Linked DNA regions of Danio rerio: all the other regions are linked to region 1. The links are chromatin contacts, called in public HiCAR-type maps. All regions are on one chromosome and are shown on one strand. The core of a region is the stretch at or near the end of the contact, and the rest is flanking DNA. Distances in the headings are between cores, read along the strand shown. Region 1 holds the start of coq5 (coenzyme Q5, methyltransferase). Region 2 holds the start of kremen1 (kringle containing transmembrane protein 1). Region 3 overlaps susd2 (sushi domain containing 2).

Region 1 (3,755 bases), core at 235-2,734:
TGCTTTCATACAAATCTCTGCTGTTTAGAACATTATCATCTGCTTATGTCATGTCAGTCAAAATGAACTAAACATAAATGCTGAATAGTCATTCCATATACAACTAACAGTCCTCATTTCATTACTTGACTCATTACATACAAAAATGTAATTTTTTTTGTAATTTGAACTAGTTGTCAAAATCTGTCCAGCTAATTTTTTTAACAAATTTAAATCTTTATTTTCCTAAAAAAAATGTCTTTAAAATTGAACAATTTCATGAATGATTTACAGACCTGTATGTTGTAGGCTCAGTTCCAATATGTACTGCAATATAGTTTACAGTTGTGCACAGCTCTACCTAAAGGGAGTTTATGTTTGTTGTAAATAAGGGTGTATTTATTTTTTTGCACAATGCTGTGAATAAATTAGAATTGCAAAGAGAAAATGCAGTAAAAATGTGAAACAAACATATTCAGTGTCTTGTACTTAGATACCTCACTAAATGCAGTGATGTATCATTTTCAGGAAGTGTCACCAAAATCTGACTTTTTTTTTTGTATTGAAAAGAGAGTAAACTGTCATAATGAAAACATGACTGAGCCATTTGACTATCTTGTTCATAATCAATGGTGTCAGGACTTTTCATTTTGATGATACTGACACTTTGATTGACATGAATACTTGCTTTTGAGGAATGAACTATCCATTTTGAGCAAGTGACGCGCTTTTGCAGGTTATCAGCTAGGTTTTGCAGTTTGTACTAATTGTTTTGAGAAAATCATTAAATGTTGTGCAAAAATGCACTAGTGTTGTGAGAAACGCACCAAAGCGACTGAGAAAAACTGTAAATAACATTTATTTCACAGTTCCCCCCTTTGTGACATAATAATGAAAAAAAGACAATTACAATATAAAAACAGCAATAAATCAAATAAAGTTTGTAATACATATACATTTATGTATAATTATTTATATATTGTTTTATATTTTATGTATTTTATTTATTTTATTTATTTATTATTATATATTTTATTCAAAAAGATTTTTTCCTGCCAAATAAAATTAGTGTGCAGTTTACACAGTTTTCCCCTCTTTTGTGTGATGATACACAGTAATGAAACAAGAATTTATAAAAAGATAAAAGCTTAAAGTAAATCTTTAAAATTTAAAGATTACTTTTCATACAGAGTCATGCGCAGTATGATATGCAGTAAAATGCACAGATTCGAACTAATCGATAACCCTCTTTATAGATAATAGACAACCCTCTTTCTAATGCAAAAAACATTCAGAATTAATTTAATTTGAATTTATACAGTGTAATTTCTCATCCTTTCTGTGACAAGAAGAAAAATATTGTTTTTTCAATGATGGCGATGCATAGGGTCTCTAGGAATCTGGAATCTGGAGTTCGCTCAATCTACCCTTTTGTAGTCCAACAAACATCACCCGAAACTACAGATCGTCGCGTGAAGGGATTATGACGGAGATGTTTACGCAACTAAATTTGAAAGAAACATGGCGGCCCCCATCAGGGCATTTGTCCTTAGAGTTCTCTCCGATTCCACTAGAAATGTTCATCATGTTTCACGGTGTCGAAGCAAATATTTATGTCGTCGTGCTGCAATCACAGCATGTCGTGGATATAGCGACAGCACGGAGGGCAGAAGTACGCACTTTGGTTTCCAAACAGTCCCAGAAGAAGAGAAAGCAGAGAAAGGTGAGTTGCAAACACTATTATCTTTAGCTGCATAAAAGCATGTGCTTCACAAAATGTATAATACAAGCTATAAATATGATTTCAATGTCTGCGTTTCTTCAATGGTCGTTACATTTCTGTTTCTCTCGTTATTTTTTACTGTCAGTGTCAGTGACGTACATGACGTACATTACTTTGTGCTTTTTTACGTTTTAAACATCAAACATGGACAAATTATCCCAACAAAATCTGTACAGAAAAATAATATTAGCAACAGTAATGATGACAATACCCTACCATAACATAAATTAAATAAATAAACAATTAAAAAATGAAAGAAAATATAAACAACTAAAACTTTAGCAAAATAATTACCGTAAAATTTAAAAAGTATATTTTTTGTTTTAAATAATCTAATAGATTTAATAAATGCAACAATTTCAATTTAGAAATGTGGAAAAGAAAGCTTTTTATGTGAACAAAACAATTTCCTAAACAAAAATATAACGGGTTAATAATGTTTTTCTCTGATATCAGTGTATAAGGTCTTTGAAAGTGTGGCCAAGAAGTATGACGTGATGAATGACGCCATGAGTTTGGGGATCCACAGGCTGTGGAAAGACACACTTCTACACATCATGAACCCTCAGCCGGGATTGCGGCTGCTTGACACGGCTGGTGGCACAGGTACCTCCCGACTGACTATCACTGTAGTTCATTACTCCTTTTTCTCAGTGTCATGTGAGCCTCCAAATTCATTTGCTGTTGAAAAAGCATTTCTGATTGTTTTCAATGTTTAAATAAGTGGGATTATCATTTTTGTGATATTTACTACAATTCAGAGGTTTGAAGTAAATAAAGTCTTGATAGTTCACTCAAAAATGAAAATCTACTCACCATTTACTCAACCTCAAGATGTTCTAACACTTTATTGGTTTTATTGTTCTTCTGTTGAACACAAAAGAAAGTATTTTTAAGAAAGTTAAAAATAAGTAAGCATTGACTTCCATAGTGAGAAAAACAAATATTAGGGAAATCAAAGGTTACAGGTTATCATTGTTCTTCAAAATATCTTCTTTATATAGGAGAAATAAACTCACTTGTTTGAAACAAGGGTGAGTAAATTAACAAATTTTCCCTTTTTTTTGGGTGAACTATCTCTTAAATTTACTTTTCTATTATTTCTGTTTGTTTGTATCCACCACAGAATCTTGAGAAAATATTAAATCAGTTTCCCCAAATATTAAGCAAAAAAATGTGTTATCGTCATGATTGTTGATAACCATTATTAATAATTGAGCACCGATTCCCCAATGGCTGAAGTATTAGACAAAGGAATAATTTACACGTTTAAAAATGTAAAAAAAAAAAAAAAAAAAAAAAATATATATATATATATATATATATATATATATATATATATATATATATATATATATATATATATATATATCACAGTAATTCATTTAATTTTTTAAATAAATTACACACTTGATAAATGAAATGCTATATCAATTATTTAAAACATTTCTCCACCAGTAGCTACATTTAGGATTGGGTTCCCTCACTACCTGACAAACGTCTATCCAAGTTTTAGGAACAACAAGTAATAACTTGACCTCTAATTGATCCTGTGGTATCAAAAGTGGCTTATATGAAAGGCAAAGGCCTCTAGATTTCACCTATTTTACCAAAATTAAATATGATCAGGCCTTGATTTAATTATTTAATTAGGGCAGTAATGTCTGACTTTGATTAGACAAAAGTCTTGTCACTTAACAGAAATAATGTACAGTATAGAATATAAAGTCATGGTGCAGTGGAAAAGAATTAATATTGCGTATGACTCTCATGAACTTGAAGGACTGCATCCATACATCTCTGCAATGACTCAAATAACTTGTTAATAAAGTCATCTGGAATTGCAAAGAAAGCGTTCTTGCAGGACTTCCTGAATCTTTGGATTCATCTTCAATGGCTCCTCCTTCATCTTACCCTAGACATGCTCAATAATGTTCATGTCTGGTGACTGGGCTGGCCAATCTCGGAGCACCTTGACCTTCTTTGCTTGCAG
Region 2 (4,095 bases), core at 259-2,758, 140 kb before region 1:
AAAAAAAAGCCCTATAGACAAATTAAGACATTTTCATTTTATTGCCGTTCACTGACCATCCTGTTCATGATTCACTCCGTTATGGTCACTTTCATACCCAACCAAATCATTTGAAACCTTAAAAAAGGGCTGCAGGCAGCGAGTGTTATTTTTACCGAGCCGTTTGGGGTTTTGGGTGAGTTGGTTTTAATTTCGGTGGTGGATGAAGTCACTGAGGAGGCCTGTTATGGCACAGGAGACTGAGGTCATGGATCCTCCGTTCATGTTTTCTCCCACTAGAGAGAGACATTCTGCACCCCTGATGCTGTCGGTTTTTATTGACTGGAATGTATGACATTGAAATGAGGCTTGTGTTGCAGTGGTCAACATGTGTCATTAAAGCTGACAGACTTTTAGTTTACTTGTATGTAACATTTCCCCCCATTTATGTAAACATTGAAAGAGCAATTATTAACTCAGCATATACAATGCTCAGCATCTATCTATCTATCTATCTATCTATCTATCTATCTATCTATCTATCTATCTATCTATCTATCTATCTATCTATCTATCTATCTATCTATCTATCTATCTATCTATCTATCTATCTATCTATCTATCTATCTATCTATCTATCTATCTATTATTTATTAGTATTTTCTACATTTACATTTAATCATTTAGCAGACGCTTTTATCCAAAGCGACTTACAAATGAGGACAAGGAAGCAATCGACAAGCATATTATATCTTTATATAATTATCTTTAATATTTAATTTAAATATAATTTTTATTATTTGTAGTAGTTTTATGACTATATTTATTTTTCGTATTTTTATATGACATTTCGACATTTATGACATTGTCATTTTAATTATATTATTATTATTTTTAATAGGACTGCATATATAATTTACTTCAGCAATAACTGAAGATAATACTTACTTCTTGCTGACATAAAAAATATTAAATTATATGTGTTAAAGATATCTGAATATTTTAAAAATATTTTTAAATATCTTTTTTATGTTTTTGTCACATTTTACTATTAAATTTAAATAGATTTTATTTTTATTAATTGCATAACAAAAACAATAGCATACAAAAAGAGGAATGCAGTACTTATTATTATATTTATTATTATTATTATTATTATTACAAAAACAGCATTACAAAAAGAAATACTAAATCTGTGTATGTCTGTCTGTCTGTCTGTCTGTCTGTCTTAAAAAGTCTTTCTTTTTTACAAAGTTTTCTCCTCCTCTGAACTCTGGTTCTCATTTCTTGAATTTCTGCGCGCAACAGGTACTAAATGCCCCCATGGATGGTGCAGGTTGAATCTATTGCCCCGATTTCCTGTCACATGATTTTGAAATAGGATCCCTAGTTTTTCTGCTATCTGTCTTGTGTGTGTGCGCGTGTGTCTGCGTGTGTGTGTGTGTGTATGTGTCTGGGGGCAGCGCTGATCTGCCTGGAGAAGTTGAGACGCTCTTCTTAACGCGGACGCGCAGCGGGCTTTCCTGACATTCATCCGCGCGCCGCATCAGCTCGACTGACCTGACTGGACTTCAACACACTTCACCTGCGAGAACAGAGGACCAGAAGCTCAGACAGATCACAGACTACAGTTACAGTAGCTACAGAAGAGCGATGGATTCGTGGAGAGTCGCAGCTTTGCTCCTTGCCGTCTGCTTCAGCGCTTCAGCTACTGAGCACTTCCACACGGGTCAGTCTTCAACTTTTGTATCTCCTAACTTTGTGCTTTATGGAGATTGTTTGTGTTTTGTGAGATGTTTCTGAAAAGTAGTGCACTGTGTTGGAACCCGCATTGTCCGGACTCCAGTCTCGAGATGAGCATCGGCGTGAAGTGTAGGATATATGGCAAGCCTTTTTCACTTTTAGCTGTTCCCTGTGTATGTAGTTTTGCATAGGATGTATCTAAAGTTGAGTTTTTAATCTTTTTGAGCTTAATTTATATTAAGGATAAACTTTTGCTTGAAACCTGGTCTGATACTATAGAGATTGGATGTCAATATAGTGGAAACCTGTAGGCTATTCTCGATATTGACAATGACATTGTCACTCGCAGAAATCCAATTATTCATATCGAAATATGAATTTCAACTCGTAAAACACGTTTTGTGATGTCTGAAATTGCACGTTTTACTAGTTTTTATTGTCACAATAAGCTGCTGTTCATATTAAACTGCAGATATCAATATTTGTTTAATGAAGTTTCACATATCTGAAATGCACTTTTTCGCTATAGTACAATTATTTCTAATAGTATCAAAAAATCTTTAAATTAACTAAAAATCACAGAAATTTGGGCAAATATAGAAAACTATTGTAAAAGTTGTTACAATGTAAACATTTTAATAGATTTTATTAATGTTTCATTACAATAAATAAATAATGCTATTTTTATTATGTATAATTAGTATTACAATCATTAAATAATATAATTAAATGTTATTGTTTAATGCCTGTGATTAACCAATTACATGCTTGTACATAGTTTGGGTTATCTTTCAACTTTTCAACTATTTTTCTTGATATCACAATATGAATTTTACCAACAAAACAGATATTTTTTTTTCGATTTATTTATTTTATTTAAACTTTAATTATATTTTTTATTGATTAATTACATCAAATTTATTCATTATTTTTCTAAAATTAATTATATATGACTGGCACAATCATTCATAATGTCAAAAATTTTATTTAGTAAACAACAGAAATCTGCAAATGTGTAAATAACTACTTTCATCCTTAACAGTGATCAATTAAATATATCATGATTTTTATACATTTGTCCAAATTCCCTTGAATTTTTTAGTGGGTACCCTTGCTGGAGTTTATTATACACATTTGTGTTCCTGGGTTTCGTGGTTCATGTAAAGGCTTTCCAGTCTATCATTCATAAAACTCTTGCTTTGTTCCTGAATGAATCAGCAGTTTTGAACAAATCCATTGAATTACTGATATCGAAATGTGAAATTCAACTCATCCAACCCATGTTTCTTGATGTCTGAAATTGTATTTTTTCTAGTTTGCTGTCACAATAAGCTGCTGGTCATATTTAACTGCAGATATCAAGAAAGATATAAGATATAAAGAAATTTCACATTTCAGAAATGCACTTTCTCGCTATAGTATATTTATTTTCAATAGTCACAAAAAAATCATTGACTTAACAAAAAACTAGTCTCTTATATTATAACTGAATGAATCAGCATTTTTGAACAAATCCATTTAATTAACCGTTAAGTTCATTCACAGACTTGCTGCCACTTATTAGTGTAGTTTTATTTCTAAAGTATCACTTATATTATTCTACTATTGAATATTAGAGTAAAGATTAAAAAGGCTACTAAAAATAGTTTGGTTTCATAACAGTTATTTCTTTCAATGATTAGAAGGTGTTTAGAATTTTGGACTGTGCTGCAATTTTTATATACCAAGAGCCTTGTTTAAATCTATAAGGCTTGCCATATGTTGTCACTCTTCTTGCCTTGTCTTGCCTTTACTTCAGCTCTATGAATCACACAAATCAATTCACACTAAATAATTACAAAAACCTCTTTGATCACTCAGACTGAGCTTGTTTTGCAGAATCTTCCGTTAGAAATGCTTTTCCACACAAATGTGCTTATTTAAACTAATCTTTTTGTTAAATGTATTGACTGTTTGGTTATAAAGAGATCTATTTTTATTATACAGTAAATTTATAATTAAATCAATAATCAATAATACTATCTAATTTTGAAAGATGCATAGCGTTTCCAGGATTGGATGTATTGTTTTTATCTGTATTGTACTCACAATGTTATTTTTGGCAGAAAACTATCGTTACCATTGTGTCTTTAAGGCATCCATTTATTTCATTATTAATTAAAGTGCTCTTGGGATTACAAAAAACTCTTGCTAACCTTATTGACAGATTTACTTGTCTGCCATTGATCTTTAAACCCTATTTATTTTACATAGTTTAATCCGTAAACAGCTCGTGTACTTTTCCCCTGATATATAGCAGTTGAAAGCTCAACAACAGATTGTTTTTGCTTATGGAAACCACACAAACAGCAGTCCAATTTCCAATCTACTATT
Region 3 (3,846 bases), core at 539-3,038, 190 kb before region 1:
GCTTGTTAACTCTTGACCCCTTGGTCTCATTAGAGCAGAACGGCATACTTCCCCTCGATAGGCATCTACAGGACGGATCTGTTCAGAATCTGATCTGGACGCTCTCCATTAAACACATGAAGGGTTGATCTGCTCCACAGCTGCTGAGAATTCATCCCCTGCCGGCCTTTTTGGGGGTTCACCGGAGCCAAAACAAAGCAAAAACACAAGTTTATAAAACACACCTGTGAGTCAAACCATCTGCCCAGTGCAAGCTAATGAAAACAATTTGATCATTTGTATCGAGGGGGAAATTATTCACATAAAAGTAAACATGGTATTGTTGCTATGAAGCTTGTAGTATGTCAAACATGATTTTGATCAGTGTTTGCCGTTCATTTGTTGGTATTAAAAGCACATTGGATACAGAAATCAATAAATTAGCTTAATTGATAAATGATTGCTAAGTGTATCCAGTTTAATAATCATATTTTCCTTAAAGTACAAATGAAGGAACAGGAACAGCAATGTTTCTCAAAATTTTCTGCTATTCCCAACTTTGAAGGTGTTCCATGCCCTCTACCTTTCCCCAGTCACCAAAACAAAATGGCTGGTCATGTTGGTCTGTTATGTTTTTTCTCTTATTCACGGTTATCCTTTTTTTTTTTTTTTTCATGTCAAATGTATTCATTTTGAACTTTTATAGGCACTACTAGGGTTGTGCAAAATTTTAAAGAAAAAAAAAAGTTCTGTTGGAATTGTTTCTGCTGAAAACTACCTTATTATGATTCTTACTATAGCTCTAGAGGCGTAGTTGCAAGCGTACAAGTTTGCAACGCAGTTTGTGACTGTTCATTGGAACGGTGCATTTGGGGAACGTTAAATCAATTAACTGTTTGTAACGACCCAACTTGCGTCCTTAGTTTGCTAATGATGGTTTTCGGAAACGCACCCCTGTATGAATGTTTGGGACCAACTTCCATCATGAATTACTTGTAAAAACTCCTGGAAATGTCTTGGAAAAAGGTTTCTAATAAAGAGCAGGAACTCCGCAAATATAAATAAGATATATTTAAGTCTTTGCGGCGAGGAGCAAAGTTTCTTAAGCATCAAAAATGGTCCACATTTAATAGTTTATTAAACAATACAACAGGAGTAAAAGCAAATGTTCCGGCTATGGTTGCCTTTGTCAGTGTAATGATTAATTTTCTCATGATGCTCATGCACTCATTTCTGGTGTTCACAATCAGCTGAGTCACAGATCTCATTTTAGTCTCATTAGTCTCACATCATAAGACTGAATAAAAAAGTTATACATGGATTAAAAAAAATTTAATGAATAATAAAAAAATTAAATATCTAAATGAATATCATTTGAGACCGTTTTGTTTATTTCCTTTTCTTTTTCTTTCTTTATTTTTTTGTTTATTTTATTTGATGTTTTTAAAAATTTTCTGCTTGAAGTATTGTTGAGTGTGGATAATCTTTGTTGCTCTGTTTACACTATCAGGATTTCTTAACATTTTTCAGTTTTTCTCATCCACTACCATCATATACTTTATTGTCCTTGAGACGTAAGACCAGTTTGGTAGGGTTTGTTATTAACAAAAGTAATTTCTCAGTTGTCAAGAAGGATTCAGACAGATCCGCTCTAGTTAGCATGAAAGTACGACCTACAGATAACCTCCCACCATACATGTACATCTTTCCATTCTCATAGTATGGCTGTACTGCCGTTGAGCACGTCTATAGTCATTATCTTTGTTTTGAAGGCTTGGACGTCCCAGACTGGCGCTTTCAAGTGCTGACGTGTGATAGTGTCTTCGTAAGCGACAGCTCCACCTTCACTTGAATGCACAGTCCCACTAAAACTGTTTACTCCCATGTTTTATGTCAATGTGGGGGTCTCAGTGATCTTTTTCCCTCTTATCTGTTTCTCTACTTTCTCTCTCTCTCTCCCTTTCTTGCTCTGTCCTTCTCTTTCTTTTGTTTTGGCTACCGGCTGATAAAGGTTGACATCCTAGCCCACATCCCCGTTAAGCATGTCAGCGACGCAGGGATCAAAGAGCTGCCCAGGCCTGTAATTGACTTCCCATTACAGAGCGCTGAACCCCCAGCAAATAACCCTCAACCGTTTTGTTATTTGCATGCATTCCAGCGCAGCTCGCATTCAGACGAGCTAAAAGCAGGAAAGTGAGGGTGAAATGAAGGGAGTGAAATGTGCAGGTTAATAAGATGGACAATCGTGCAGGTTTGTGTGCAACTAAAACTGACAATTATTGTAAATATCTGTGAATTATTTCGTCAAGTGATCACATATGCAAGGCAAGTCCGAAATTTTTAATAGCCCTGGCATATTGTGAGTTAAAGTTGCTTTTTTGAGCCAGCAAGTGTTTTGGAGGTTGACAGTGACACAGGCTTCCTCCACATGATAAGACGATGTGCAAAAGGCATTATTGTTAAAAAAATATACATTTCTCATCTTTTGAACAAAAACTTAAAGTCAGAATTTTCAAGGTTTATGAATAATTTTGGGTTCGACTGTATAATATCACAGTCATAGCAGTGATATTATACTGCATGGAGACGTGCTTTGTCTCGATGCCGCAAGACGAGTGCCTTAGTGCCCCAGCAGCACCGATATACAGCCATATCGCAATGCTACAAGTGTGATATTGCGTATATTCAACAATTCGATGGCATAATCGTGTGTATAAAAAAAGAGAGTCTCAAAACCCTTTTGTACGAGAAACTACTTTCTTCCACCATTCATTCACATGATTGTCAGAACGGCAGAAAAAGTTGCTAACTCACAAACATCACTTCGGAACTAGTATTTGAATAATTCTCTAGCGTAATGCCTAAAGTGATGACCTAAAAGACAATTTTGCTTACACAATTTTGCTCAATCACATCTAGATTGTAATGCTAAACGGCATGAAATGCCATCAATCTACAGAGATTTCCCAGTATTTCTCTGTTGAAATCGAGATTTCACAAAAATTAATGCAGAAAAAGCCAAAGCAAAGCAAACACTACTAGATTGCTATCGTATAAATACAGCACTACAACATGCACAATAGAGAGATCAACTTGGAATGTCACTTACCTGTTTTATAATAATTTGTTCAGCTGTAGTTTAAAATTTGGAGATTTTTCTCCCTCTAATGACTTATTATGTGGTCACTAGGGTTGTAACGGTATGAATTTTTTACGGTATGATAATCGTCTAAAACAATACCACGGTTTGACGGTTTCACGGTATACAGTATTAAATAGTAACTCTCATAGCAAAGACCCTGAAAAGAATAAGAACACGTTTTCTGACTGAACAAAGGTTTTATTTCAACAAACTTTTGAAAGAACCATTTTAATAGAACTATAGAAGTCTTTTATAAAAATAAACTTAAAAATCTCCCATTTTAATAAATTAAATTAGAAGGAATAAACAAGCAAGGTCTTTTAAGATTAGACAAAAATAAACTTAAACTGTCCTTCCTGATAAGCAGGATAAATGGGAGACCAAAAGTGCAATACCAAGTTTATGGCTGTAAACATGTATTTAAAGCGTTGTTTTTTTCAGTCTAGGTTGTGATGAAGAAATGTAAGCATGTTGAGATTTTCAGGACCTTATCTTGACCGCTGAGGTGAGAGAATGTGTCCACTTGTACAATGAACAAATAAAAAAATAAGAAAATAATAAATAATGTGTCAAAGTCCAAATAAACATGGTGCAAATCCTCAGTAAAAAAATAGATATAAATATTTACTATACTATAAATAGTTACATAACGAAACTAGATTCAATATGGAACATCCTTAGGTTTTATGTGCCAGCATGGATATGGTTGTCTGTGGATATGGATT

What was found. HiCAR-type assays count read pairs that join an accessible place to other places.
Region 2: a contact with region 1 is called in a HiCAR-type map of caudal fin, with 7 times the contacts expected there. The contact joins the promoter of kremen1 here to the promoter of coq5 in region 1. A contact is called at or near these places in 2 of 18 Hi-C or Micro-C datasets (caudal fin and an unstated tissue) and 2 of 4 datasets of contacts at active chromatin or transcription factors (caudal fin and pancreas).
Region 3: a contact with region 1 is called in a HiCAR-type map of caudal fin, with 8 times the contacts expected there. The contact joins the enhancer-like site here to the promoter of coq5 in region 1. A contact is called at or near these places in 8 of 18 Hi-C or Micro-C datasets (caudal fin, embryo, fibroblasts and 2 more) and 1 of 4 datasets of contacts at active chromatin or transcription factors (caudal fin).

The regions. Positions count from the first base shown.
Region 1 is chr5:16,874,929-16,878,683 of GRCz12tu, reverse strand. It overlaps coq5 (coenzyme Q5, methyltransferase), which reads left to right and starts at 1,484. Exons shown (of 7, transcript NM_001004541.1): 1 at 1,484-1,702; 2 at 2,219-2,368. The coding sequence starts at 1,501.
Region 2 is chr5:17,009,656-17,013,750 of GRCz12tu, reverse strand. It overlaps kremen1 (kringle containing transmembrane protein 1), which reads left to right and starts at 1,508. Exons shown (of 10, transcript NM_001114917.1): 1 at 1,508-1,708. The coding sequence starts at 1,633.
Region 3 is chr5:17,061,708-17,065,553 of GRCz12tu, reverse strand. All of the region lies in intron 13 of susd2 (sushi domain containing 2), which reads left to right. Among named protein-coding and RNA genes, the nearest start is that of susd2, 30 kb to the left of the region's middle. Within about 2 kb of position 1,788, at least 3 of the 62 cell types and tissues checked have an H3K27ac peak or open chromatin away from gene starts, as enhancers often do. A contact at or near this core is called in caudal fin, where this site is marked.